Linked DNA regions of Mus musculus: regions 1, 2, 3, 4, 6 and 7 are each linked to region 5. The links are chromatin contacts, called in public HiChIP or PLAC-seq and promoter capture Hi-C maps. All regions are on one chromosome and are shown on one strand. The core of a region is the stretch at or near the end of the contact, and the rest is flanking DNA. Distances in the headings are between cores, read along the strand shown. Region 1 holds the start of Akr7a5 (aldo-keto reductase family 7, member A5 (aflatoxin aldehyde reductase)). Region 2 holds the start of Mrto4 (mRNA turnover 4, ribosome maturation factor). Region 3 has its middle 34 kb from the start of Iffo2. Region 4 holds the start of Micos10 (mitochondrial contact site and cristae organizing system subunit 10). Region 5 holds the start of Rcc2 (regulator of chromosome condensation 2). Region 6 holds the start of Tmco4 (transmembrane and coiled-coil domains 4). Region 7 holds the start of Ubr4 (ubiquitin protein ligase E3 component n-recognin 4).

Evidence for each region. Promoter capture Hi-C pulls out the DNA fragments that hold promoters and counts their contacts. HiChIP or PLAC-seq counts read pairs in DNA pulled down with a chosen protein or histone mark.
Region 1: a promoter capture Hi-C map of the C10 cell line shows a contact between it and region 5, with 5 times the contacts expected there. The contact joins the promoter of Akr7a5 here to the promoter of Rcc2 in region 5. A contact is called at or near these places in 2 of 39 promoter capture datasets (the C10 cell line and liver) and 2 of 115 datasets of contacts at active chromatin or transcription factors (large pre-B cells and pro-B cells).
Region 2: a contact with region 5 is called in a promoter capture Hi-C map of hippocampal neurons, with 6 times the contacts expected there. The contact joins the promoter of Mrto4 here to the promoter of Rcc2 in region 5. A contact is called at or near these places in 2 of 39 promoter capture datasets (hippocampal neurons and liver), 2 of 115 datasets of contacts at active chromatin or transcription factors (the SCID.adh cell line and pancreatic cancer cells) and 1 of 9 other capture datasets (pancreatic islet).
Region 3: a promoter capture Hi-C map of liver shows a contact between it and region 5, with 2.3 times the contacts expected there. The contact joins the enhancer-like site here to the promoter of Rcc2 in region 5. A contact is called at or near these places in 2 of 39 promoter capture datasets (hippocampal neurons and liver) and 4 of 115 datasets of contacts at active chromatin or transcription factors (astrocytes, embryonic forebrain, embryonic stem cells and 1 more).
Region 4: a promoter capture Hi-C map of pre-B cells shows a contact between it and region 5, with 2.1 times the contacts expected there. The contact joins the promoter of Micos10 here to the promoter of Rcc2 in region 5. A contact is called at or near these places in 2 of 39 promoter capture datasets (liver and pre-B cells).
Region 6: a contact with region 5 is called in an H3K27ac HiChIP or PLAC-seq map of regulatory T cell precursor, with 9 times the contacts expected there. The contact joins the promoter of Tmco4 here to the promoter of Rcc2 in region 5. A contact is called at or near these places in 4 of 39 promoter capture datasets (hippocampal neurons, liver and pre-B cells), 1 of 115 datasets of contacts at active chromatin or transcription factors (regulatory T cell precursor) and 1 of 9 other capture datasets (adipose tissue).
Region 7: an H3K27ac HiChIP or PLAC-seq map of T-cell acute lymphoblastic leukemia shows a contact between it and region 5, with 5 times the contacts expected there. The contact joins the promoter of Ubr4 here to the promoter of Rcc2 in region 5. A contact is called at or near these places in 4 of 39 promoter capture datasets (the C10 cell line, embryonic stem cells, hippocampal neurons and 1 more), 1 of 484 Hi-C or Micro-C datasets (the G1E-ER4 cell line) and 6 of 115 datasets of contacts at active chromatin or transcription factors (T-cell acute lymphoblastic leukemia, acute myeloid leukemia, astrocytes and 3 more).

Annotation. Positions count from the first base shown.
Region 1 is chr4:139,308,894-139,312,667 of GRCm38.p6, forward strand. Akr7a5 (aldo-keto reductase family 7, member A5 (aflatoxin aldehyde reductase)) reads left to right here and starts at 1,851. Exons shown (of 7, transcript NM_025337.3): 1 at 1,851-2,183. The coding sequence starts at 1,862. It overlaps Slc66a1 (solute carrier family 66 member 1), which reads right to left and starts at 1,815. Exons shown (of 9, transcript NM_145384.3): 1 at 1,736-1,815.
Region 2 is chr4:139,350,833-139,354,760 of GRCm38.p6, forward strand. It overlaps Mrto4 (mRNA turnover 4, ribosome maturation factor), which reads right to left and starts at 1,744. Exons shown (of 8, transcript NM_001290810.1): 1 at 1,437-1,744. The coding sequence starts at 1,464. Emc1 (ER membrane protein complex subunit 1) reads left to right here and starts at 1,755. Exons shown (of 24, transcript NM_146157.4): 1 at 1,755-1,885; 2 at 3,329-3,453. The coding sequence starts at 1,788.
Region 3 is chr4:139,539,346-139,542,954 of GRCm38.p6, forward strand. It overlaps a transcript of Iffo2 not described here. Among named protein-coding and RNA genes, the nearest start is that of Iffo2, 34 kb to the right of the region's middle. Within about 2 kb of position 1,561, at least 5 of the 459 cell types and tissues checked have an H3K27ac peak or open chromatin away from gene starts, as enhancers often do. A contact at or near this core is called in liver, where this site is marked.
Region 4 is chr4:139,128,831-139,132,790 of GRCm38.p6, forward strand. It overlaps Micos10 (mitochondrial contact site and cristae organizing system subunit 10), which reads right to left and starts at 2,283. Exons shown (of 4, transcript NM_001163006.2): 1 at 2,092-2,283. The coding sequence starts at 2,155.
Region 5 is chr4:140,699,864-140,703,807 of GRCm38.p6, forward strand. It overlaps Rcc2 (regulator of chromosome condensation 2), which reads left to right and starts at 1,610. Exons shown (of 13, transcript NM_173867.5): 1 at 1,610-1,787; 2 at 2,284-2,572. The coding sequence starts at 2,294.
Region 6 is chr4:138,971,322-138,975,153 of GRCm38.p6, forward strand. Tmco4 (transmembrane and coiled-coil domains 4) reads left to right here and starts at 1,584. Exons shown (of 17, transcript NM_029857.3): 1 at 1,584-1,966.
Region 7 is chr4:139,379,248-139,383,064 of GRCm38.p6, forward strand. It overlaps Ubr4 (ubiquitin protein ligase E3 component n-recognin 4), which reads left to right and starts at 1,412. Exons shown (of 106, transcript NM_001160319.1): 1 at 1,412-1,615. The coding sequence starts at 1,440.

The DNA.
Region 1 (3,774 bases), core at 601-3,100, 1.4 Mb before region 5:
AGCTTGGGTCTAGGACCTCATAGATGCTAGTTAAATGGTCTAATGCTGAGTTGTATCCCCCACTAGTATGAAGGATTCTGACTCTCATGGTGCATGTCCTTAAAGGCTGGTCGGGGAGACAATCTCCTACAACGCCCATTTCCCCTCCAACTCCAAGGAAAGCCAGGCAGGTGCTCCCCACCAAAGCAGATGCAGGTTCCATTCTGATACTGGATCAAGTTCAAAATCACAGAGGCAAGGTCCTAAGGACCCCAAGAATGACCCTCCTAACCTCATCTCCTGCCCCAGGTCCTCAGAGTCCCAGGCACCTGCACAGCCTCTCTCTTCCTCTAGGGAATCCTTCTCTATCACAAATGCCTAGTAGAGATACCCTGACCCATTTCTAACTTGCCTATCCAAGGGACATTGCCGCCACCGCCTCCAGTCCCCTGGAACACAATCCTGGAGAAGAGGCAACACTGTCCCTGTTAACCAGTGTTCTTCAAGCAAGTCTCTCTCCCCTCTCCCCTGTCTGTATCCTTCCCAGTCTCGTGGGTCTGGATGCACCAGCTGTACAACAAAAGGCTCGGAAAATGTAAAGGAGAGGGAGAGGGAGAGGGAAGGAAGCATGATGAAGAGAAAAAAAAAAAAGGAGGAAAGAAACAGAACAAGAAAAAAGAGGGGAGGCGGGAGCGGGAAGCGTATGCAAGGAAACTTGTAAATTGAGCGGGCCCAGGGCTGAGATGTCGCTCTGGGCAAGTGTTGGAGTTTCAGCATTCTGATGTATACAATGAAGGAAATCCTAAAAGGCACTTACTTACCTCCTAAACTGCATGCAGACTACAATAAAACCCAGGCCAAACCTCCATATCCCACGCTAGTCAAGTGCTCTACCACTGAGCTACATACATTCCCCACTAGGGGATTGGCTTTCGCGGCTCATGTCCGTAAAGGCTGGCCAGGAGACAGTATCTCCTGCCACATCCAGCTCTTCCCCAATTCCAAGCAAAGCCAGGAAGGTGCTTCCCACCAAAGCCTATCTGGCACAGTCAACAGTAATATTCTGTTCTTGCTGTAGCCCCCTGGACCACATTGTAGCATGGAGTACACACGAAGTGAACCTGAAACTACACACTTCTTTCTTTCTTTTTTGGGCAGGTGGGAACGGGAGCAGTTTGAGACAGGGTTTCTCTGTGTAGCCCCTGGCTGCCTTGAAATTAGCTCTGTAGACCAGGGTAGCCTCGAACTCAGATATCCGCCTGCCTTTACCTCACATTTCTAACCAGCCCTCTGTGGAATCCTGCGGTGAGCTTGGCGAGGAATGGGACATTCTGGGTTCCCTACCTGCAGAGCTACGGAGAATGTGTCAGGGGAGCGCAATGGCTCCGGGATCCTACCCATTCCTGGCCTCCAAACCAAGGCTCTAACTCCTTCCGGTGACTCTGCGGGTTCGGAGGGATAATGATAGGGCAGCGGCTGGGGCAAGCGCCGCGAGGCCCCCACCCAGAGCAGGGAAAACAAGGCCGCCCAGTCCAGGGAAGCCGAGAGGCCGGAAGGCAAGGACCTGCAGGTAAGAAGTGGGGCCGTCCCGGATCCCTGGCCAGGTTGGGCAGAGACCCACGATCCCGCTCCCCAGGAGGGGACCAGCGCCGGGGACCGTGCAGAGCTGGAGGAGGGTGTAGAAAAGACTTAGCTGGGCGCGTCTGGAGTCCCGACCCCCCAGCCCGGGACAGCCGCCAGCCCCCTTCATCCTCACCAGTTCAAGATCCACAGCCGGTGTCAGCTTCAGGATCCGAGCCCGCCGGGATCAGCTGACCTCCGCGAAGTCCCGCCCCCCGCCGTGGGCGGAGCCTGAAGCTTCGAGTGCGCAGGCGCAGTCTCCATGCTGCGTGCAGCGTCCAGAGCCGTGGGCCGCGCTGCTGTTCGCTCCGCGCAGCGCTCCGGGACTTCGGTCGGGCGTCCTCTCGCCATGTCCCGGCCTCCGCCACCCCGCGCCGCCTCTGGCGCCCCTCTCCGGCCCGCTACGGTGCTGGGCACCATGGAGATGGGGCGTCGCATGGATGCGAGTGCTAGCGCCGCTTCGGTCCGCGCCTTCCTGGAGCGCGGCCACAGCGAGCTGGACACGGCCTTCATGTACTGCGACGGCCAGTCCGAGAACATCCTGGGCGGCCTGGGGCTCGGGCTGGGCAGCGGCGACTGCACAGGTAACCGCTGCACCCGGCCTCCCCCGCCCCCCGCACCGAGTAGAGCTGAGCCGGTGCCCGCAACCGGCGTGCACCAGCCAGGATCTGCATCCAGGAGCTTCGGAAGCTCCGGATCCACAGCTGGGTCTACCCCAAGCTCCCAAGGCAACTGGAGTCCTGAACTAGTGAACTGAACTTTGTCCCGCCTCTCCTTAGAAACTTCTAGTTGCAGCTACCGAGGCGGGTGCGAGGAAGCTTCCTACGCTAATGTTTAGCCTACTCTGGGCGCTTTGCTTCCTACCGCAATCCCTGCCTCCCGGCCAACCGTTGTCCATAGCCGCCCCCCCACCCCCGACACGCCCCCCATCCCCACCAGGCTTTTTGTTCGTGCCTACCCCTCTTGCCCTCACCACCTCTGCGCTCCTGGAGAATGCTTATCATTCCGGTCTTTTGTCCGGACTAGACTTTGTCCCGTGCAGTCGACAGCACCTGTGGATCTCAAGGAGACCTGTGGCAACAATGCCTAGGGCCCAGCTGGGGGCAGGGGCGGAAAGGTGGCGTCGGGAGAGGGCATTTCGGCCTTTGTGCCCATTCTCTGTGCCAGGTCTTACAATGGCAAACTCTGTAGCTCTGTAGGCTACCGTGGGAGAAGTGATTTCTCCACGGAGAGTTAAAGGTCCAACGAGGAAGACTGTAGCCGCGATTGCTGAGGAGTGCAGGAAAGAGTAGCTTGTCGGGAAGAGCAGTAGGCAGAGCCCATAGAGAACTGGGGATGGGCCCTACAGTGTAAGTAGGGTGCACCGGAGACTGCAATCCTAGCTATTGGAATATGGAGTTTGAGAGTTGCAAAGTACGTGTGTGATCAGTGACGCGTGTCCCGCGTTGGAAGGGGAGGGGAACCGCCCTTCATTTGCTTGAAGCTATTGGAGTCTCAGGAGGGTGCCTGATACGTAAAGAGGCCTCACTTTTACCTGTTCTGAGGTTCTTCCTCCCGGTTCCTGTACAGTGGGCTCCATAGACTCACATGGGGTAAAGCTCACTTAAGTGAGTGGATCTCTCAAGCCGAATGCTGTAGAGTTCACCTGGATGACATACATTACTGATAATGAACATTTCAGTTTTCTCCCCCAACCCCCCCTTCTTTAGCCCATTTCTGCTTCTGAAGACTCAATGGGCCAAAGTCCTCAGGCAAAAGGTTACAGAAAGAATGCCTTGGGGCTGGGGCGGGTGTTGTAGTAAGGAGATGCTGTGGTCTTCTAGCCTTTATCCTGTGGGATCAGAGGGCTCCCCTTGTTCTTGCCAGAATCCATCCATCCTTCCGCCGTCGTCCATCAGTCCAGGTAGTTGGTTCCATATCTGGGAAGAAACAGTGCAGAGCACTGAGGAGCAGCTACAGTACGCTTGCATTACAGGCTTCTGAGGGTCTGAAAGGGATTTGTGTTAAGATTGATGGCTTTCAAGGAACACATTCAGGCCCCCGTGTCTCTTCCCTAACTTTTTTTTTTTTTACCTGCATGTATGTGTGAGCCCACAGAGGGTACTGGATACCCTGGGACTGTATTTATACATGATTGTAAACCAACATGTGTGGTTCTGAGAACCTCTGAATACT
Region 2 (3,928 bases), core at 494-2,993, 1.3 Mb before region 5:
AGGGACCAACTCTTCCTTTTGTAAAAACCACAATCTTGCTACAAAGCTGTTTAGGCTGGCCTTAAACTCAAGATACAGTTCCTTACTTCTGTCTCCTAAGTGGAGGGATTCCAGGCATGTACCACGTCATCCTGTTGGGACCTTATCTTTCCTATTCTGTTATATACCTACACTTCATTTTTGTAATCTGAACCCAAGACTACAGCAACGCTGGGGAGAGGGCAGATGGGGGACACAACCTCTACTGAAAAGTGACCCAGGCTCTATCTGTCCTACTCCCAAGAGTTCCCGGCCTTTGCTTACATCTGTCCAGGGCTCCTTCCAGACCCTAACGACTCTATAAGAACTTACTAAAACATCAGCTATAATGCCCTGGGTGTCCCCAGGAGCCGATATGGCCCATTCATCTACCCTGCCTGCCACTCACAGTCCCTCTTTACAAGGCACACAGTCACACCCAGCCAGTCATTCCCGGACTCTCCACCGCTAGGATTCTGGTGCGACTTAGCATGCTGCAGGTGGTTGCTGGCCTTGCTGCCTTCATATTCTCTGTGCTATCAAGGGACCCTTTCAAAGCAAAGCCACACCAAAGGCTGGGTCTTTTCCTCTAAGCCCACTTTGTTCACTATGGCCACACTGGCTGTCCCACAATATGTTAATCACACCACAGACCCCTTTCATTTTGTGTTCCCTCTATTCCAAACGACCTTCTCTAACCGCTGAGAGTTTTCCTGACAACATTATGCAAAACACTATCACTCCCACCTGCTCCATACTCCACTTGGACTACCTGACACATTATACTGACTTGACAGGGGTATAGGAGACAGACAGACAGACACACACCCCTAACTAAGGTGGTGAGTCTGATGAAGCCGGACCCTTTTTGTTCAACTGTCTTGTCTTCTAACACCCACAAAAGCGCCAGCCCGCTAGCTTGATGTAGTGGCTCAGTATGGAATCCTAGTATTTGGGGCCAAGGCAGACAGTTGGAAGAGTTCAAGGCCCCAGCAATAAATAGACAAACAAAACATGCAGTAGTCGAAACTGTAAAACCCCTATTTTCTTGAGATAATGAGACCGTCCTAAGCAAATCTGAGCTACATCGTCAAGATCCTCTCTCAAACACACACGGTCGCTCGCACATGCCAGGGGATGTAGACCAGTGCTATGTGGGTAGTGTTTGCCTAACAAGAGCGTACTTGGTTTAGTGATGCTGCCTGTAATTCCAGCAATCGGGAGGTAGAAGCAGCAAGGTTAGTTGTGTAAGACTATCCTGGTTGGCAAGTTCGAGGAGAGCCTGGGCTATGCGACTGCTGTCGGCCCGGACCAGTTTCCAGCTCTCTCGCTATCTCGGCCGGCCGAGCCTCTCGGAGAGGCCCCGGCGTCTCACCCGCGTCCCCCTCGCCCCCTTGACGCAGGCCCCCCGAACCTACCTTTCTTGTCTCGCTTGGATTTGGGCATCGCGGCAAAGGCACGTGCGGCGGAAGACTGGGCGGCCGGTTAGGACCCGGCTGCCGCGGGGGCTTATGGGACGGCGCTCGGGGCTGCCCCTCGCGTGTGCCTGAACTGTGGCGAGCCCTCTCTTCCCCGCCTGCGCTCCGCCCAGTGTCCTGAAGGCCACTTCTCTGCCCAGGTCCCGGGTCCCTCCAGTCCCGGCGGCTTCCGAGTCCCGAGCACTCCACCAAGTCCCTCGCGAACCGGTTCCTCTCTATGGCTCTGCGGAGGGAGGGGCTTGAGGCCCGGTGCATGCCGGGCTGGCGGCAGGCGGTGCTTGGGCTTCAATCATGGCGGTCGCGGTGGCGTCTGGGTTCTGGATCTGGGCTGCTGTGCTGCTCGTCCCTGCGGCCGCGGTCTACGAAGACCAAGTGGGCAAGTTTGACTGGTGCGTACAGGTGACGCTTCTCCAGGACGTCGGTGTTTGCTTCCTCAGCATCTGTCTCCCTCCTGCTAATCTGAAGGAGATTTGCTATGGAGCCGAACCCAGACTATAACTTAACGGGGGTGCGGGAGGGTGCTTTCAGGGAGAAGTGAATGAATGAATGAATGCTGCACCCTGTGCAGAATGACAATGTGAGAGTCTCCTCTTCAGATATGAAGAGTCGTAAGATGTCAACCCAAGAGCTTTATGTTAAGCATGGAGGGAGCTCTTTAAGCCGCCCTGTGTGTGACGGTGCAGATTGCTCCGCAGTGAAGGCAGGCTTTAAGGGTTTTGGTCAGAGGTCACTAGTTCCCTCCTTTCCTGTCATGTCCGATTTTGTGGCTGTCAGGTTTGTGATCTTCTGGGTCCCAGGTCACTAGCCCCAGTGAACTTTAAGCCTGAAACTAGCTGGTGTCACTTAGTCCACTTGTCTCACAAGTTCTAAAGTGAGCCTTTTCCTCTGAGGGACTCTCTGGGTGCAGTGTGGCCTCTCCCTCTCCAAACTGACATTCGTTCGCTCACCCCTTCCTTCTGACTGTGCTTATTTCAGATTGAATAAGCATTTGGCTACTTATCAGTTGTATGCTTCTGGGGAAATTGACAGACAACTAACACACACACACACACACACACATACATATGTATTTTTTTTAAAGGTGTTCATTTTGGGTCCTGGTCCCAACAATCATTAGCCTATCTGGACTTTGGTGGCTCACAGCCATCTGTAATGGGATCTGATGCCCTTTTCTGGTGTGTCTGAAGACAGTGACAGTGTACTCACATACATAAAATAAATAAATAAATCTTAAAACAAAACCAAACCCCAAAGCCGGGCGTGGTGGCGCACGCCTTTAATCCCAGCACTCGGGAGGCAGAGGCAGGTGGATTTCTGAGTTCGAGGCCAGCTTGGTCTACAAAGTGAGTGCCAGGACAGCCAGGGCTACACACAGAGAAACCCTGTCTCGAAAAACCAAAAAAAAAAAATCAAACCCCAGAAGCTCCTTTAAAACAAACTAGGCTAAATAACACAGTGGTCTAAATGAGAGATGTCATCTAAATGCCAGGCTCAATCAGTGTGCCTCAGACAGCAGCATTTCCCCATTGCAACAGTGTGCAAGCCGTGCCCCTGGAAGTCTGTTGCCGCTAAAAATTAATTAGGCCGAGGACTCTGGGGTGTTGCCTGAGTAGGTAGGTGTTACATTTAGCTGGCAGACTGGTATTGTCTCCCATGTATATGGTGGCAGTTCTCTCCTGCCTTCTTTTGCTTCTGAGTACGTTGCACAGAACTCTTGCGTATGCTCGGAGCTCTTCATTAGCACGCACTTCTTGCGTGTGCTGAGGGAGATGTGCTGGTGTGAGGCAGCAGTTTGTCTTCGTGCCCTGACGTTCCCCTGCACTGGTCCTCAGGAGACAGCAGTATGTTGGGAAGATCAAGTTTGCCTCCTTGGAGTTTTCCCCTGGATCCAAGAAGTTGGTTGTGGCCACAGAGAAGAATGTGATTGCGGCGTTAAATTCTCGGACTGGAGAGATCTGTGAGTGAACTGCGGAGACCAGAGGCTTCTGGGAAGGAAGCTGACTGGGTGCATCTGAGCGACCCGTGGCTTGCCTTCTTTTTATGTTCTCTAGTCTTGTTGTCTTTCACTGGGTAAATTTGTCGCACTGCCTTTGTAATTCCTTCCCTCTGTCCTGAAGGCCTTTAAGATAGCACTGCAAGCCGGGCGTGGTGGCACACGCCTTTAATCCCAGCACTCGGGAGGCAGAGGCAGGTGGATTTCTGAGTTCGAGGCCAGTCTGGTCTACAGAGTGAGTTCCAGGACAGCCAGGGCTACACAGAGAAAGCCTGTCTCGAAAAAAACAAAAAACAAACAAACAAACAAAGATAGCACTGCAGAAGCTACATTCTATCCTGTTTTGCAGTGAAGCCTTAGCCGACTACCCTTGAATTATCCCTGCTGCTGGGATTGTTTGTTAGATAATGCTGTGCAAATGAAGGCCTCAGCCCCTTCC
Region 3 (3,609 bases), core at 311-2,810, 1.2 Mb before region 5:
TTTGGTCTTTGAAATTGCTGGGGGCTTGTATTACCACACTGCCTTTGAATGTCCTGTGTTCTCTTGAGGTGACCATCTTTGCAGGTGGGCAGGGTGTTCACTGTGACATTGAGGTCCAGCTGAGTGATGCTGTTCAATCTTTGGCTTCCACCTGTGTCATCGCTGATGAGCGTGGAAATTTCCAGAGTGCGTGATGGCTTCATTAGCTTCTCCCTTCGGGTGTGTCGTCTTTACTCTCGCGTGGAGCTTGTCTGTGAGGCTCAGATGCATCAGGAGTGTCTCTGCTCACTGACCTCTTTCTCTCTGATAAATGTCCCTACTAGTCTCTGATAATTGCTCTGAGGTCGAGGAGACATCAACACACACAGTCTCTCTGGCTTTCTTTTCGTGCGTATTTTCTCCATGTCAGGCATTTTGTCCATTTAACTTTTCTGTGTCTTTATATATTTAGAATAATTTTCTTAGGGCTGGCGAGATTGCTCAGTGGTTAAGACACTTGTTGTTCTTTTTTGTTTGTTTGTTTGTTTTTGTTTTTTGAGACAGGGTTTCTCTGTGTAGCCCTGGCTATCCTGGAACTCACTCTATAGACCAGGCTGGCCTCAAACTCAGAAATCCTCCTGCCTCTGCCTCCCAAGTGCTGGAATTAAAGGCGTGCACCACCACCGCCCTGCTTACTTATTGTTCTTGTAGAGGATCTGGGTTTAGGCTCTAATACCCACACTGGCTCACAACCAACTGTATTTCTGGTTCAAAGACATCTAATACCTCTGACCTCCTCAGGTACCAGGCACGTATATGGTACACAGATATACATGCAGGCAAAACATTCATATGCATAAAATGAGTAAATTTGAAGAAAATTAATTTTTTCTTAGCCTTAGGATTTATTTTTGAGACATCTTGAACTAGCCTACAACTCTTTGTGACCACCTCCCCACCCCCCGCGTGCCTCAGCCTCTCATGTCCTAGGATTACAGGTATGAGCCACATACCTGATAGTTCTCTTTTTTTTTTTTTTTTTTTTTTAAAGATTTATTTATTTATTATATGTAAGTACACTATGTAGTTGTCTTCAGACACTCCAGAAGAGGGAGTCAGATCTCGTGATCGGATGGTTGTGAGCCACCATGTGGTTGCTGGGATTTGAACTCCTGACCTTCGGAAGAGCAGTCGGGTGCTCTTACCCACTGAGCCATCTCACCAGCCCGATAGTTCTCTTATAAACTGTACAAGTAGGTTTTCCCCTCCTTTAATTCAGTATAATAAACACTACCTTTAAATAGGACTGTGCATACAATTTACAGGGTCTTTATGTGTGGCTGGCTTGCTGAGCTAGGGTCTTTTGTAGCTCAGGCTAGCCCAGAACCCATTATGTAGCTGAGAATGATCTCGAACTCCAGCTCCTCCTGCCTCAGCCTCCCCAGTGCTGGGACTGCAGGCGCATGCCACCGCATCTAGTTTTCTGTGGTGCCAGGATCAAACCCAGAGCTTCATACATGTCGGGCAAAGCTCTCTACCAACTGGACCATATCCCTAGCTCAATAGTACGTTTGGCACTGTCACTGGTCTGGCAGGGTTTAAGCCCTTTCGCTTGGTGTCTTCTGTCCAGTTATCTCTTCTTTGTCCCCTGTCTTCTCTTTGCTGGCCTTTTTTGGATTAATTATTAAAAATAGCATGTCAGGTTTGGTGATTCAGGCCTGTAACCTGGCAGTCAGAAGCAGAAGGGTCAAGGAGTGTGTCATCCTCGACTACATGGTAAGTTCAAAGTCAGCTTGGACTGCCGGAGACTGTCACAAACAAATTCCATTTAGTTAAAAAAAATTATGGTGACAAAAAAATTATGGTGACAAAAAAAAATTATGGTGACAAATGTCTTTAATCCCAGCACTTTGGAGGCAGAGGCAGTTGGATCTCTGAGTTCAAGGCCAGTCTGGTCTACAGAGTAAGTTTAGGACAGCCAGGGCTACACAGGGAAACCCTGTCTCAAGACAAAACCAAACCAAAAAAAGTGCTTGCTTTAAGGGCTTGGTCATGACAGTGACAGTGAGGTGATCTAGCAGGTAAGTGACCCATGGGAGAATGATGGCACTTGGCATTCCCACACCACTTTCTCAGCGAGAAGGAGGAGGAGCTGGGGGGAGAGGGGAGGAGCAGGAGGAGGAGTGGGAGGAGGAAGAAAGGAGAAGAGGGGCAGGAGGGAGGAGGAATAGGGAAGAGGAGAGCAAGCAGCCAATGTTTCTAAACATTTAGCAAAATCTTGCTTGTGACACACACTGCTTTGAAACTACTCTGTGAAAGGACGCCTAAGAAACAGTTGGCTTTATCTAAATTGTAGCACAAACCCACTGCCACAGATGATAATGGAACAAGCTTAGGCTCGGGAGCAGCAGGATGCTAATAAATTGAGAACTTTAGAAAAGTGAACGCATTTCTGGAGACACATAACTTACTAAAATGGAACCACCCGGGTTTTAAAAACTCAACGCAGGGCGAGCCAATAATGAGAAGCACAGTTAAACCAGTGCAAAACAAACAAACCCCAGAAGGTAGGCATGCTAATCCCAGCACCAAGGGGGCTGAGGCAGGAGGATTACAGCAATTTGAGGGCAGATCAAGCCACAGAGTCCCAGGGTGGCTTCAGAACATAATAAAAGTCCTTCTGTAAGAAGGAAACTTGCAGTGGCCCTGCACCACCGGAAATCTGATCTTCCGGACTGTTGTAATACATTTTGCTTTTAGATACATTGTAACCCTCTGCTGGGCACTGTTATTATTTTGACTTGCAATACTTACCATTTTAGAGCTTAAACACCCCCCCCACTCGCCCACTCAGTATTAACTCAAATTTGCTATCTTTGACCTGAGTTATTCTTTTGTATCCTTTTGACTTTCTGCTCCAAGTCACTTTGGTTTCTTAGACAATTCCCTTTCTTGTTTCTGAGTGACAGGTTTTCTGTGACAGACATGCTTATTGTTTGTTTGTTTGTTTTGAGACAGGTTCTCTGTACAGAGCCCCAGCTATACTGGAACTCACTCTGTAGACCAGGCTGTCTGGAAACTCACGGAGGTCTGCCTGCCTCCATGTTGGAATTAAAGGTGTTTGACACCACACTTGACCTCAGCTTTTGTTTTTTTCTGGAAAAGGCTTCTATTCCCATTCATCGTCCAACCTTGGATGCTGTCCACAGTATGTTTCTTGCAGCATTTTGGAGAGGTCTCATCTTCTCCTGGCTTCCATAGTTTCTGATGAGGAGTCTGAGGAGGAGCAAAGATGAATTTCACCTTCCGTTTCTTTCTTCATCATGACGATCATCTTTTCCTTTAAATCTTTCAACACCATAGCAATGGCTTCATGTATCTCTATGGACAGTTCTGTCATCTCTCCTATCCCCGGGCTCCTTCCTCCTGGTGTTGCTCTGGGCGAAGGGTCCTGCTTTCTGGTTCCTGACATGTGTAGGATTTCAGACTGGGTGATCAATCCATCCTGGACTTCTCAATGCTGACTCTCTCTGCAGTGTCATCTCCCTTTAGCACTGGCCTTTCTTTTCATAGGCACCTAGGTTACCAGGCAGCCTGCTTGCACCATTTGAAGCCTGGCTTCAAATCCCA
Region 4 (3,960 bases), core at 1,033-3,532, 1.6 Mb before region 5:
TCTGCAGACTCTGAAGAGCGCTCTGAACTCCACACTGTTTAGGGACTATGTTGGCATATAAATGTTAAATCCTTTTTCAAATTGCAAACCATTAAAAACAATTTGGACTAGGACTAGAGAGAGCTAAGTGCTTAAGGGCACTAGTTGCTCTTGCAGAGGACCCAGGTTCAAGTCCACAACTATCCTAAGTTCAGCTCTAGCCAATCCAACACCCTCTTCTGATCTCTTCCAGCAGCAGACATGTACATGATGTACAGACATACATGCAGCCAAGTCACCCATACACATTAAGTATAGCAATATCTTTGGCCACTTCCAGAACAATCCATTTCTAACAGCAAGCCAGCCTATTTAACCATCCGAACCACTCTAAGTTAACAATAGTTACTATTTAAACGGAGAAACACAGGCTCAGGGGTGTTAGCCAACTTGCCCCTCATGTTCTTGGCTGAATCTGGGAGTCAAAAGTAATGGATCAATTCATCATGTATGAATTCATCCTGAATGATGTCTACACTCAGTCTTCTGGGGCTTAGGAAACGGTGGGAAAAAACAAAAACAGAAAACATATCTACTTTCCATGAGCTCACGATTTCATTCTTTCCTGATAATATTCATCTAAGGATATAATCCTAAGTTCTCGTAAATAATTTCCATGCAAGAAGTATAAAATATGAACCTATGTGTGACAGCACACACCTTCACTCGCTTCACTTGTGAGGCCGAGGCTGGCAGATCTGTTGGTTCAAGACTATGCAGGAGTACCAGTTTCAAAAACGGGGGGGGGGCGGGGGGGAGAGAATGGGATCTAAGTTTCAACAATAAATGTTAGTATAGAAGAAAGAGTCGGAGGAATTGGAGAGACAGCTCAGTGGATAATAAAGCCCCTGGCATAAAAAAAAAAAAGACTTGAGCTCAAATCCTCAACACCCATGAAAAAATGCTGGGGAGGGGGAGAAGGCCGATCAAAACTCAATGGGCAGCCAGTTTAGGCAAACTGATGCGCTCCAGTTCCTGTGAGAGTCCTGTGTAGTGGTGCACACCTTTAAATCCAGCAGAGAGTGTCTGAGTTCAGGGCTAACTTGGCTGACATAGTTTTCCTGGCCAGCCAGGTCTCCATAGTGAGGCACTGTCTCAATAAATAGGGCAAAGAGCTACTGAGGGAGGGAAGCCACTCATCATCGATCTCTGGCCTACACACCAATAGCTGCAGACAATCAACAAGAGAAAGATGGAGTGGACGAGGATCAGCAGAGAGCCTGAGAACCCCAAGGAAGAAATCCTGGGGGGGGAGGGATTCTCAACTATGCCACATTATCAGCAACGCGATTTCAGGCAAGCTCCTTCACCGAGCTCCAACTCACGACGAGACAGGTCATTTCCGAGCTACCGTGGCGAGCAGCGCGCCTAACATCTGCATCACCATCACTATTATATGGGACACCCCCGCCCCCCGAGCCTCCTTCCCCGACCCCGTGACCTCACAAAGTGTGTCGTCACAGGACGCGTGTCCAAAGAGACAACCTGGACTACCGAGGGGGCCGGCGGTGGCCGCGATCTATCTGACTGCGGCCATTCTTCCGGAGAATAACCCCCGGCTCCAACTGCAGACCCGAGGCGGGTTCGGATCAATGAGGCCGGGCACGACCGCAATTGCCAGCGCGGCCCGACGGAGGCGGTTAAGCGCCTTCTTCTATGACCTTCTTCCGAAGGCCGCTTGCTCCCGGCTGGGGAGCCGTCTGCGCTCCGGCCGGCTGCTCGCCTAACCCGGGGGACATGGGGCATGGAGTGACAGAGTTTCCCGGCGCGTCCCGCACGCCTTCCCACTCCCGGAGCACCGCTGCTTCCCCGGGCCTGCACCTCCAGCCACCTCGGAAACTCCCGCGCCCTTCGGCCCGTTGTCCTCGCCGCCCTCGTCGCCCTCGTCGCCCTCGCCGCCCCGCTTGACAGTCGTCACCTGTCAGCGCCCCGCAGCTCAGCGCGCCCCGCCGTCCAGACAGCAGCAGGCCGCGGCTTGACCCCTGCGGCTTCCCGTCCGCGCGCGGGCCGCTCGGCTCCAGCCCAGGGCCTACCAGAGGCAGATGAGCTCACCTAGCTTCACGACCGTGTCGGCCATGCACCGGTCCCACTTTCTGCCCAGCTCGGACTCCGACATGTTCCTCACTGGCAACTCCAGCACTCTTCACGGCCGGCCCCCGCGCTCCTACTGATGGCAAGTCTCGCGAGAGCCGGCCGCCACCATAAGCTTCCGGCCGGAGCCGGCGCGCCAAATATCGCGGGATCACATACGTCGTCCCTGGCTTCCGGCTTTTCTTCGCTCGGTCGTCAAGGTGACAGGTTGCCTGGGAGCCGGAGGTGACCCTGACCTTGGAGATAGCGGAAGGGAAGCGAAGACTGACTACATCCAGAGTACAGAAGGCCTTGTCTTTCCTGGGTTTTTCATATTTGTACATAATTATTTTGGCCATTGCCCTCCTCCCGTTCTACTGTTGCCCTCTTTCATCCTCCATTTTATACCTACTGAACCCCATCTTCCTCATGTGTGTATGTGTATATATGTGTGTATGTATATGTATACATGTATATATATAAAATATACGTATATTATATATCTATATTATATATAATAAAACATATAACAAATAAAATAATGTGTGTGTGTGTGTGTGTGTATATATATATATATATATATGTTATATACTTTGTTTTTGTTTTTGTTTTTTTTTTTTTTTGAGGCAGGGTCTCTCTGTGTAGCCCTGGCTGTCCTGGAACTCACTCTGTAGACCAGACTGGCCTTGAACTCAGAAAACCCCTGCTTCTGCCTCCCAAGTGCTGGGATTAGAGGCATGTGCCACCACTGCCCGGCATGTTATATGAGGGTTTGGTTTTGTTTTCTGTTTCTCTGATTGTCTCTGTTTTGTTTTGTTTTGTTTTTCAGAGACAGGGATTCTCTGTGTAGCCCTGGCTGTCCTGGACCTGGCTCTGTAGAGCAGGCTGGCCTTGAATTAAGAGATCTACCTGTCTCTGCCTTGTAGGGCTGAGATCAAAGATGTGCACCACTCCATCCACAGTTTAATTAGGGTTGTCTGCATGGCCACAGTCGGGGAGTATTTATTTGAGCATGAACGACTTCCATTCAAATGGATTTAAAAACAACCCCCCACCCTGCTGCATTTTATACAGAGTGTGTGGGTGCCTGCGCATGCCCTATAATGGCACATGTGGGAGTCAGAGGACAGCTAGTGGGAGTGGGTGCCCCTCCACCCTGTGGGTGCCAGGGACTGAACGCAGATCACCAGACTTAGAGGCAGTGCTATTACTTGCCGAGTGACCTAAACAGCCCTAAAGCGCAACCAGTGTTACTTTATAGATACTTCTTTTCTTCCACCCACTCAACCCCCTAACACTAGATAGGCGATAAGAAAGGATAGGGCAACAGGTGACGTTATCATTAGACTGTTTCCTGCTGATGAGGGGCATTGAGTTCCTTGGAGCAAGCTTGATCTTCTCCAGCAGAATAGCTAGTTTCTTATTGTTTCTTCCCACTTTACTACTTAACCAGCAGCAACCCACCAACAACCTGCCCCTTGAGGCCCTAGCATTTATAGACCCTTTGGAAAGTCCCCAGGATCCAAACGTCACACAGTCGCAGAAACCATCTGCAGCTGGCAGAATCACACCCCTGGTAGAGCTCGAGGCCACGTCAGCGCTGTGGACAGTCTGAAGCAGCCCTACATCCCACACCTGGGATTAAGACAAAAGCCAAGTCTTATTTCTGTGTTTTTCAAAGAAACCAAACTTCTCACTACTCAAATACCTCTCTCTCTCTCTATCTCGTTTTAAACTGCATTTGTCCCTGCTTCCTGGACGTCTGTCTCTCTGGCTACTCATACCTGCAAGACACCACCCTCCCTGATTCTGATGGTTTCCTCCAGCCCTCACCTTTCCCTGCCTGTTTAG
Region 5 (3,944 bases), core at 360-2,859:
TTTCTAATTGGCCACACAGGGTGTTGTCGGGAGGATAACCGCCCAACCAGCCACCACCCCCGGACAAGCTCCGGCGTGCCATTTCCTGAAACCCGGACCTGACGGCACACTTAGGCAGAATTCTTTTCTAGTTGGTTCTAATGTTTTATATCAAAGCATCACGGCTTAATCTCTTCAATCTTTTCGAATGCCAGGTCTATTAAGAGGCTTTCAGACGGTGCTTCTAATATCCCTGAAACGCACCAGTTGGTGCTCATTTTCTGAGTTGTTTTACATAAGTGCTTCCACCCAGGCTGGTGACTTTGATCAAATAACTTAGATTTGGTTCTCCAGGATTCTCCGCCTGCCTTCAAACGTTTGGTCCTGTGCACCCTCCCCCCGCCCCCATCCCGCTTCTTGATGTAATTAAGAACGAACTGCAAAGACCCTAGAAACTCTCTCTAGTCAACCAAGGAAGTTGCCAAAAAAGAAACTTTCAGTGTTAACTCGGGCGCTCGAGAGAGAGAGAGAGAAGTAGGAGGATCAGGTTCAATGTCAGCCTGGGCTACACGGTCAGTTTCAGGCCAGCCTGGGCTACATGAGACGGAAACAAAACCCCAAAGAAAAACATTTGTCAGAAGAGAAAGTGACACTGAGATGCAAACCTTCCCCTAGTTCCAACCAAGCCGATCGTGCACGTGGCTTGTCGGGTCCTGTGAGGGGGGCCCTGTCGACTCCTCAGCCTTGACCCCAGCACCTCTGGCCACTTCTCTTCCCGGATTCCTAGACCCTGCACTGTCCCACGGGGTAGGGGAAAGGTTTCCTCTCCCACTTCTGCCAGGTCAGATTCTTTACAATTTTAAAACTCAGCTCTCCCAGGGAACGCCTTCCTTGATCCTGGAACCCGGTAAGTACCATGCTTTCAGTAATTTCTTAATCTTTCCTCTTACTTCGCCTTCCAACTGGGCAGAGATCTTGTTCTCCAGGTCTGTATTCTAAGCTTCTAGCACCTTTGCATCTAGTCTTGCTTGTACTGAGGCGCGGTAAATACGTTTTTAAAATGAAGAAAATTCCCATCACAAGTACTTTCAAGTCCACCTATGCTAATTACTAATTTCATAGTACGTCCCCCAGCTAATTACTAATTTCATACTACACCAAACCTTTATGTAACTTGATCATTCTAACAGCACCCGGCTGCACACTCTGGACGCATCCACGACGTATCAAATCTACCCTGAGTCTGCACAGGAGAAAGTTACTCAAATTGTGTTCATTTTTCATTCCCATCACTCAATTAGGGCACGTCCCTCGCTGGCTGCTGCGTGAGCAAAGCAACTATTTTCCAGCGAGTGTCCTCAGGTGACCTGTCTAGACGCTCAGGGGGAAAAAACAAGAGAATCTGACACTCTCCCGAGCCCCGAAGACGCCTTGTGACGCGCAGGCCGCGCTGCGTGCAAGGGCGTGCGGAGCGCGCAAGCGGCGGGGCCCAGCGGGGCCTGCGGCGTGGCGCCGGGCGTCCGGGACGCAGGCTCGGGTGGGCGGCCCGGCTGGGCGGTGGGGTCCTCCGGCCGGTAGGGGGCGCGCGCACCCGGGGCCCCTCGCCGCCCGCCGCGCGCGCGCTCGCTTGCCGCCCGGCCGCACATGTGTTTCTGTTTTGTGTTGTAGCATTTGTTCTGGAAGCTCGTATTTACATTTTAAGTGTATCTGGTGAGTGGGCTGGAGCCCTCGTCCCGGCCGGGGAGAGAAGAAGCCTTCGACCCCGTCTTTCAGTCGCTTCCCTCCTCGTTTCTCATCACTCCAACCAGGTAGGGGCTGGAAACCGTCTGGGACCAGTTTGCAGGGTCTGGGAAAGTTTTTTTTTTTTCCTCTTTTTTTTTCTCCTCTCCCTCCCCCTTCCCCCCCGAGAAAGGTTAAAAAAAAAAAAAAAGACGCTGGGGAAGGGGGGGTTGGGGGACGGAATGAATAAGAAGGGGAAGGAAGGCGGATCCACGTGGTTTAATCGGAGACAGACAGAGATCCCATTGTTCAAAATCAATAAAAAAAAAAAAAAAAAAAAAAAGCAGACGGGGCGAGCGCCGGGCCGCGGGGGCCGGGCTGGGGCCCCACGAAAGTTCCTCTTTTCGCGCGTGCTCGCAGGTGCTTGGGGCCCGGCCGGGGTACAGGGGGGGGTCCCCGCGTGGCGCGCGGCGTGGGGAGGGGCGAGGGAGCAGCAGGTGGGGCGGCCCACGCCGCGCCGCGCGTCCCCTCCCCCGCCCCGCAGCCCGCCCCGTGTGCATTGTGCGCCCCGTGTGTCTCCCGCAGCCCGGCGACCATGCCCAGGAAGAAGGGGGCGGCCTGGGAGGAGCCGAGTTCGGGCAACGGCACGGCGCGCGCGGGGCCCCGGCGACGCGGCGGCCCCGCGGGCAGGAAGCGCGAGCGGCCCGAGCGCTGCAGCAGCAGCAGCGGCGGCGGCAGCAGCGGCGACGAGGACGGCCCGGAGCTGGACGGGGCCCCCGGCGGCGGCAAGCGCACAGCCAGGCCGGCGACGGCGGGCAAGGCGGCCGGCGCGGCCGCGATCATCACGGAGCCCGAGCACACGAAGGAGCGCGTCGTGAGTGGGGCGGGGGCGGTTGGCGGTTTTGGGGGGGAGGGGCGCCGTGGGGTCACGCCCCGCCCCTCCCCCACGCCGCGCGGGGGAACTCCGGGGAGCCAGTCCCGGGCCGGGGGAGGGGGGGGACCGGGTGTGCGCGGCCACGCGGGGGCTGTCAGTCCCTCCTTCCCCCCCGTGCGTCCACCCCCCTCCTCCCCCCCACCCCCGCGTCTCTTCCTCCCCCCGAGGGGGGAGGGCAGTCCGCGGGGAGCAGCCGGCTCGCGCCGGGGCTTTGAGGTTCCCGCCGCTGCGGCTCGGGCGCCCCGGGGGGGCGGGGCCTGGCGCGCGGCGCGCATGCTCCGTGTTAGCCCGGCGCGGTCGGCCCGGCCGGTGCGCGCGGGGCATGGTGGGGGCCCGCGCGGCGCGGCCGTGAGCGCGCATGCTCCTCGGAGGCCCTCCCCACCCCGGGGCTCCCCTCCCACCCGCGACCCCCCGCGGAGCGGCGCTGGGCTTTGTCTGCCTCGGGTCCTCGCGGCGTGGGGGCCAGTGGGGTCGGTGCTCCCCTGAGGCTCCGGTCTGGGCCGTGGAACTTGAGCTTTCGCGGGGGCGGGGGTGGTGGTGGAGAGGAAGCCCCGCAGAGCCGGGCCCAGGGTCCGCTTGAGTCTCCGCCAGAACTTTGTAAAAGCAAGTTTTCGGTGATACACCCCTCTACCCCCTCCGCCTCTGTGTCCCGGAGATCACGTTCTCTGTTAACTCTAAGAAAGAGATGGAGCTTGACCCTCGGGAGAGTGTTGCCCATGTTCCCAAGGGTGTTCTGCAAAAGGTGGCAAGGGCACACTAAGAGGGGTAGAAGAGTCCTAACCATCTTGCAGTAGAAGAAAGGTTCCCGCTAGGCATGCAGAGGGGCCCTGCATGAGGTAGGCTCGCCAGGTAGACCGGTCTTAGCCAGAGTATTGGAAGGGTAACTCACAAGCTGCTCTATTTATTGCCTAGTGGGTTTGGACAAGGCTAAGAAGTTGGGCATGATAGGGTCTTTTCTCTGCTGCATCGGGTTGTCCTGAAGTTTAGGAAAGCCATGTGGAGTTGGATTATTTTGTGAGTAGGAAAAAAAAAATCAGTAAGACAATGACTGCTCGTAGGGGTGGCAGAGGGAAGGCATTTATTGTGGATTAAACAGAGACACAGGCAGGGACATCAGAGAAGTCTGACCCTTGGGGGGAGTGAGGATAGGAACCAGGTGCAGGAGCCGCCCGAGTAAAAGAGGGGACCAAAATGGTCGGGTTATATAGAGAAGAGTAGGTAGGGGGAGAGGGTAGCTTAGCCTGTGGGCTGGATTAAGTTTAGGGTAAGGGGCGGGGGTATATCTGCCTGGAGTGTCCGGTAACAGGTACTG
Region 6 (3,832 bases), core at 334-2,833, 1.7 Mb before region 5:
AGAAGGCCTCAAGCCTGTGATCCCCCTGCCTCAGCCTTGGCACCACGCTGCAACAAGGAGCTGTGGTTTCACCATCAGGCCCTGCTGATCCTTTTAAACAAAGGCAAAGCAGGGCTTAGCTCAGAGGCAACCTGTAACTACAGTAAGGATGCAAGCTGTCACTTGCTTAGCAAACGTGTGTGACAAGGGCTTTAGAGCGACCAGCGGACAGGAGAGTTTCAGAAATAGTGCAGAGTCCTCAGCAAAAATCCATGTGACCTTTGCCTTACTTTCCAATCTTAACACTGATACATTGGACAAGATTTTTTTAAAAAATCAATATTGATATGTGGCTATGGACTAAAAGCAGAGGAGTCACTCGCAGTGTTCTCCCTGCGTCTTTACTGTCCCCAAACCCCACCTAAGCGATCACTTTGTTTTGAGTATGTCTTCTTTTCTAAAACTATTTTCCATATTGATTTTCTTTATCCATTGTGATTCTGTTTTCCATTAGAGAATGACCGTTTTTTTTTAACTTTCAGAGTTACATTTATTTTTTTTTAATATCAAGAACTTACTAAAATCAACTTATGCTGAAATTAAAAAAAAAAAAAAAACGGCAGCTGTCTCACATCTGAAAGGCTAAGGTAGTTAGTTGCTCAGGCTGAGGCTGGCTACTTCAGCTCAGGACCGCTTCTTAATCGGTGGCCTCTGGTCACTCCAATCCTCCATTCCTCATAGACAACAATAGGATCTTTTAAAATTCCATGATATTTGCGGGGGGCGGGGGGAGCGTGCCACCTTGGTATGGTTATTTCCCCAACTTAGTGATGCCCAGAATCTCAGCTAGAATCCTTCAACCCTCCACAACTGTCCTTTTTTGACCTACAATAACCTCCTAGCTCTTCTAGGTCCTGATTGGCCGATAGAGAGATCAGGTGATGGAGGCCCTCTAGCGTTCCAGTCGGATCCTGAGTCATAAGGCTCCCTGCTGGAATGCCGCACGTCTCATCTGTCCGCTCGAGAACTTTTTCCATTTCCAACTCCAGCCTATCTTCTCCAGGGGAAAGAGCAACGACGTCAGAGGTCATGGTGACTCAGATTCCAGCCCTGACCAGGATGGCCACCTACTTCCTCACCTGTAGATTAGGTGTGATGAAATTTCACAGGTTGCCTGGGCAACCAAGAGCCGGCTCCCAAATGAGGAGAGCGGAGGATGAGGCATGGGAGACAACCCCCCCTTCCATTCTTGGGGTCTTTAAGTTCTAGTGTGGGATACCCAGATTATAAATTGGCAAACAGGAAAACAATCAACTTCAGTGTTAAATACTACGATTAAAATATGGGCCCGAAGGCCTGGTGTGCTAATCCATAACCTTGCTGGCACGTAGTAGGTGCTCAGCAAATACTTGTTCAAAGACTAGAGCTGAGTGGGTGGCTAGTCTAACAGGAATGGAACCCCAAAACGGAGGCCCGTGGGACGGAAGAGCCACGGGTGCAACGACTGGCGAGCATTAGAGAAAGTGAAAGAACGATCAGAAGGCGTGGGTGTTGCAAATTTCACCGAGCAGTGTGCACAGGAGGGGGAGGCACCTTCTGGGACAGGCTCTTTTCAAGTGTGGCGGCAAAATTTGGAAGCTTCCCCTTCAAGTGTCTGCTCGAACTCCCCTCATGCCAGCCCAGCCCCTGGTGAGCACTCTCTGCAGACCCCTCCTGTGCCCCGCGCTCTCGCTTCCTGGGGAGCGGGAGACACAGAAGTGCGGGTCCCGTCCCAAGGCCAGCACCCGGGCGATGGCTTTGGTGGCTTAGGTGGCGGTGCGCCCGGCCCAGCCCGGAAGGCCCGGGCCCTAGGGCTGCGCAGGCGGGACCGGCCCGGGCCGGTGTGGGGCGGCTGGGCCAGGGAGAGAACAGGCGGGGAGCGCCAGGGCGGGAGCTGCGGGGCTGCCAGAAGTTCTGCCGTCGTCCCATCCGTCGCTGCCGCCTCCAGGTAAGCCCGCGGGGAGCCCCGATCGTCCCCACGCCGCCTCCACTGCGCTTCCGAACCCGGAAGTGCTCTCGGGACTCCTGAGTAGCTGGAGGGGAAACTGATGCCAACGAGCATGCCAGCGGCCCCCGCCTGCCAGCACAGCCCAGGGCACCGGTCGCTGGGTTTGAAGGGAAGAAAGGACCTTGCTCAAGGTCACGCAGGGTCACTGGACGCCCCCTGCGTACTGGGAGCTCCAGGCACCCACTCCCACCCTCTGTGTCTCCAGACTCAGTTCCCCGAGGCCTGGGAAGCCCTAGAGTCCCGGAAAGGCCCGGCCCCTTCCTGCTGTGACGGGGGCGTGGCTTCTCGCCCCGCTGCGGGTTTTTACAGAGTAGGGGACATTTCACATTACAGGTTTTTACATCCGGGAAAACTGAGTCTGGGAACAATGGGATGATTTTGGCCAGGACCAGGCAGTCAGAGCAAAGAGGTTAACTAGGGTGAGCTGACTTCAGAGTTTGACCCAGTGTTAGGTTCAAAACTGGCCTCCATGATGTCCTTGTCCTTGCCAGGGGTGACCCAGAGTAGAAGCTGGGGCTGGCTAAATCTGCAGGTTTGATCCTGAGGCCACTGCTGCCTTCAAGTAGGAGGGAACACACCCCTGTAGGGCTTCCCAGGACGCCACTCACGGGGTATATTTATTGAGCACCTACTATGTGTCATCGTGTAGGCTCTGAAGACACAGTAGTGAAGACTCCTCAGGGTGAATCAGCTAGGCAGAAAGACAAGGCCACCAAAATCCCCAATTACCCAGTATGTTTGAGAAGTCAGGAAGGAACCCAGGGCCCCATCCTCCTAGTTAGAACCCTACCAAACCGCCTGAACCTCTGGGCATCACCGAAGATGCTGCTTCCAGCCTCAGTTTCCCACTCCCCTGGACTTAAAAGATGCCCTCAAGGAACTTGAGCCTGGCTCTGCCACTTCCTCTCTGTGTCACCTTGGGTGTCACCCTGAACCTTCATTTCCTTATAACACAAGAGGATCATGGATTATAATTCTTCCCAGTGCTGAAGATCGTGTCAGGATGCTTCATGAATTGGAAAGCACAGTACCCAAATCAAAAGTAAATTAAAGCCAGGCATGGCGATGGTGGCATAGACCTTTAATCCTGGTGCTTGGGATTTAATCTCAAACTGTGAGTTCGAGACTGACTTGGTCTACATAGTGAGTTCCAGGGGACAATGAGGGCTATGTAGAGAAACTGTCTTTAAATTAGATAGATAGATAGATAGATAGATAGATAGATAGATAGATAGATAGATAGATAGATAGATAGATAGATAGAGATAGAGATATATACACCTTTAATCCCAGCACTTGGGAGGCAGAGGCAGGCAGATCTCTGTGAGTTTGAGGCTAGCCTGGTCTAGAGTGAGTTCCAGGACAGATGGGGCTCAAAGAAACCCTGTTTTGAAAACAAAACACGGGGCTGGAGAGATGGCTCAGCGGTTAAGAACACTGGCTGTTCTTCTAGAGGACCTGGGTTCAATTCCCCCACATGGCAGCTCACAACTGGCTGTGATACCTGCCCCAGGGGATCTGACATCCCCCCCCCACATCCCCCCCCACAAATATACATGTAGTCAAATCACCAAAATACATAAAATTAAAAATAAATAAATAAAAATTTATTTGCTTGGGATGCTGAAGACAAAACTCAGGCTTTTTTTTTTTTTTTTACAAAAACCACTGAGCTATGCCTCAAACGAGCAGAGATGCCTGCCTTTTCTTTCTTTCTTTCTTTCTTTCTTTCTTTCTTTCTTTCTTTCTTTCTTTCTTTCTTTCTTTTCTTTCTTTCTTTCTTTCTTTCTTTCTTTCTTTCTTTCT
Region 7 (3,817 bases), core at 162-2,661, 1.3 Mb before region 5:
TTTCAGTGTTATCTAAATTTATGTATGTTATTTTTTTGAGGCAGAGTCTTGTTGTATATTCCTGACAGGCTTTAATTTGCTACGTAGACCAGACTGGTCTTGAGTTTGTGGTAATTCTCTGCCTCCCCAGTGATGGCATACCAAACACTTTAAATAGATTTATGTGCGCGCATATATATATATATATATATATATATATACACACACACCATACATGTGTGTATATGTGTGGAGGGTGTGTGCACCTGGGAATGGAGGTTTCTATAGAGTCCAGAAGAAGACAGCAGATCTCCTGGAACTGGAGTTACAACCATAACAGCTAGACCTGGGTGGTGAGAATGGAACTGTCAAGTTATCTCTTGAGCTCCTCAGTCTAAATTTACAACATAGATGTTATCCCAAGAACCTCCACTACTAAATTATGTATTTGAAAAGGAAGATGTTTATTCCGAGTGCCTTGACACCCCAAAGCCAGAAATATGAGACTTGTTATTACTGCTGATGGCCAGACGTGGTGATGATCTTGGCACTTTGAGAGGCTGAGGCAAGAGGATTGTGTTAGTGTTCCATGTCAGCCTGAGCTACAGTGGAAACGCCCGAATAAAATAAGACCATCCTCCCCCTTCCCGACAGAACTATAAACAGGTGTGGACACCCACACCTGTAATTCCACTGGAGGTGAAGATAGAAGGATTGCTGAAATCAACAGTCAACCCAAATAGGGGCCCCTGAAAGACTGCTGCGATGGCTACTAATGCTTACCCTCTGGGGTCTGAGGGAGGAAGGTTCGCAGACAATTTGGCCTATAGGGACCAAATTTCAAAAAAGCTTAACGTTCTCTCTAGATTATTATCGAAGGAATTCTAAATATATAAAGAAGTGGCTGCGAAATAGGAATTCATGAAGAAAATCATTACTAAGCGAAGGTGTGCGCAGAAAGTTTGCCAAGTGGTAAGCGCTAGAATGGCTGGCTGCTCATGCGGTACACTGGGCAGAGGAAGTGACTAACACTGAGCAGGTTGTGGCCTCCTCTCCCCCCTGTCTGTCCTAGGATGGCGCCGTTCAGACATCTCTTCCGAATCCAAGTCACAAACTTACATTTCCAGGAGGTTGGGGAACCATATTGCCGCTTATTGCGGGGCCCGCGCACGCGCGGTAGTTACTGCTTCCCGCGAGCATGCGCAGGGTTGCTCGCCGCCATGGCGCACGCGCAGAGGGCATTGCTCCTAGCCCTCCTCTGGCATTTTCAATCGTGCGCAGGCGCACTACCCTGGGTTAAGCCCGCAGAAGTCAGAGGCCGTCCAGGTCTTTGCGTTTTTGTTGGGCGACCCGCGGCGCGCTGTCTGACGCGCACGATTGCGTCACTTCCGCCCCCTCCCGGGAGGCGGCGCTGGGCCGGTGGCAAGCCCCCGGAGGGAGCCGCAGTAGTACGACGAAAGATGGCGACGAGCGGCGGCGAAGAGGCGGCGGCAGCAGCTCCAGCGCCCGGAGCCCCGGCGACCGGGCAGGACACGACCCCGGGCTGGGAGGTGGCGGTGCGGCCCCTCCTGTCCGCGTCCTACTCCGCCTTCGAGATGAAGGAGTTGCCGCAGCTGGTGGCCTCAGTCATCGAGAGGTACCGGGCGGCGGCGCCGGCGGGCGGGGTGGGGGGGGAGGGGAGGACGGGCCGGTTCGTGAGTCCACTCTGTCAGGGAATCCACCCCACGCATGCCTTCGGGACTCCCGGGCGCTGGGAACGAGAGCGCCTCTGGTTTCCACCCAGCTCTGGCGTGAACCATCCCTGACTTGATTTACCCTCCGGAGCAAAACTTTTATGGTTGCTCTGGCTGGAGGGCGTGGCCGGACGCATTTGAGAACTGGCTATTGAGATGCACGGTGCTGCTGGGCCAGTGTCACCCGGCCCGCTGCCCCCGGCCCCCCCCCTCCCCATCCACCTCAGTCGCGTTAAGGTCAGGGCGTGGATGAGTTTGCATTTCTCCCTGTCACCAGAACCGGAGGTTTACTTTGGAGAGCTACCACATAGTTTAATAACGGTCTTTCTTTGGTGCTATGATAACTGGGGGCACGTGCTGTTTCTGTGACTGAAGCCACTAGTTACCACTGAATACTTCGGTTTTACTTTGCACTGTAATTGCGTATATCCGAGATCGGAGTCCTTCTCTTTCTCAATAAAATGCTTTACAGACTCTTATTTACGGGACTGTTCCTTGGCTTGCTGTTAATGTGTTCATACCTTTGTATACAGATTGTTAGATTGCAAGAGTCGTATTTCTTCATGGGAATGTGGTGATCTCTGTGTCTACCTTTTCCTGACTACGGGGCTCAGAGCAAATGAGTTTAATAGAAGACTCATGCTTTTAAAGCCTGTTTTCTCACTTTCGTTTTCCTAGCCAAACCAAGTTTACTTGCCCCAGTAACTCTCTGAAATTGCTAAGCGGGTCATTTTACCTTGCTGGTCAGCAGGATATGTCTAAAGGTTATTTGGAAAGTTGTGTTATTTGGAAATTGCTGTGGTTTGGCATTATTATTTATCACAACAACTGTCACTGCCTGTGATGTTTTGGATGAATGATCTTTAACAATTTATAATAAAATAGTGTCTGGGTTTGATAATTTAAGTTCTAACAAATAGATTTTCTTGCTTAATTATGCCCAAGGTTGTTTTGAAGATGAAAACAAGTATCAGAAAGTCTCAAATTATCTAGCATCTTTTTATTTTACCTTCTTTTCCTCCTTTTTTTTAAAAAAAATCCACGTGTATGTGTGTCTGTGTATTCGGATGCCCCAGGAGGCAGGAACAAGGCTTCAGATCCCCTAGAGATGGAGTTAGGGGCAGCAGTGACCTGCCTGGCACTAGCACTGGGATCTGAACTTGGGTTGGAAGAACAGGAAGTGCTCTTAACCACTGGACCATCTCTCTGCCCTATTGTAATTCAATTGTGTGTGTGTGTGTGTGTGTGTGTGTGTGTGTGTGAGAGAGAGAGAGAGAGAGAGGGAGAGAGAGAGACGAGAGAGAGAGAAGAGAGAGAGAGAGCACGCTTGTGCTTGAGCGCACTCTGGAGATCTGAGGACAAGTTTTAGGAGTTGATTCTCTCCTATCTTAGTGTCCAAGAATTGAACTCTGGTTATCAGGTTTGGGTGCCAACCCCTCAGCCCATCCTCAGCCAGCGGCAGCCTCCGATTTCACTGTTTAAATTGCTGCTAGTTTTCCTGAGTCATGCTTTCTGCTTACGGTCACAGTGTTCACTTCCTTGTAGACCTCTTTCCTTTGGGTTTATGGATGTGACCTGAGGTTATAGTGTTATTTGTTGATGATGTACATCCCATTTTCTTGGCCCTTGCATTTTAAACGTAGAGCAAACCCTAGCAACCTGGTGAATCCAAACACAGAACTAGATTTGAATTTTGCTAAGTGCTAGTGACCCTTCCACATTCTTAGTTATCTGAGAGAACCAGGGACTGCCTGTGTTTGTAGACAGGATTTTGGTCTTTATGGTTTTGGGAAAAGTGATGTGTGTATAGTACTGTGTTTTATTGGGAGTCAGGAGTTTTGAAGTTCGCATTCTGTTTTCTATAGCTTAGTTAAGTTTAAAATCCTGTTTTGTGTCTTCTTTGGAGAAATTTGAGCATAGAAAAAGGATACAACTCTGGCTTATACATCTCTCACCATGTAAGGCAGTTTGGTATTAAGTGTGTAGAACATAAGTCAGCCTTTCTCTAAAGGGTCAGATTGTAACTGCAGGTCTGGGGACTGTGTGGGCAGCCATGTATGAGTGTGTTTAATTTCTTACATGCCTTGAAATGTACACATTGTAGA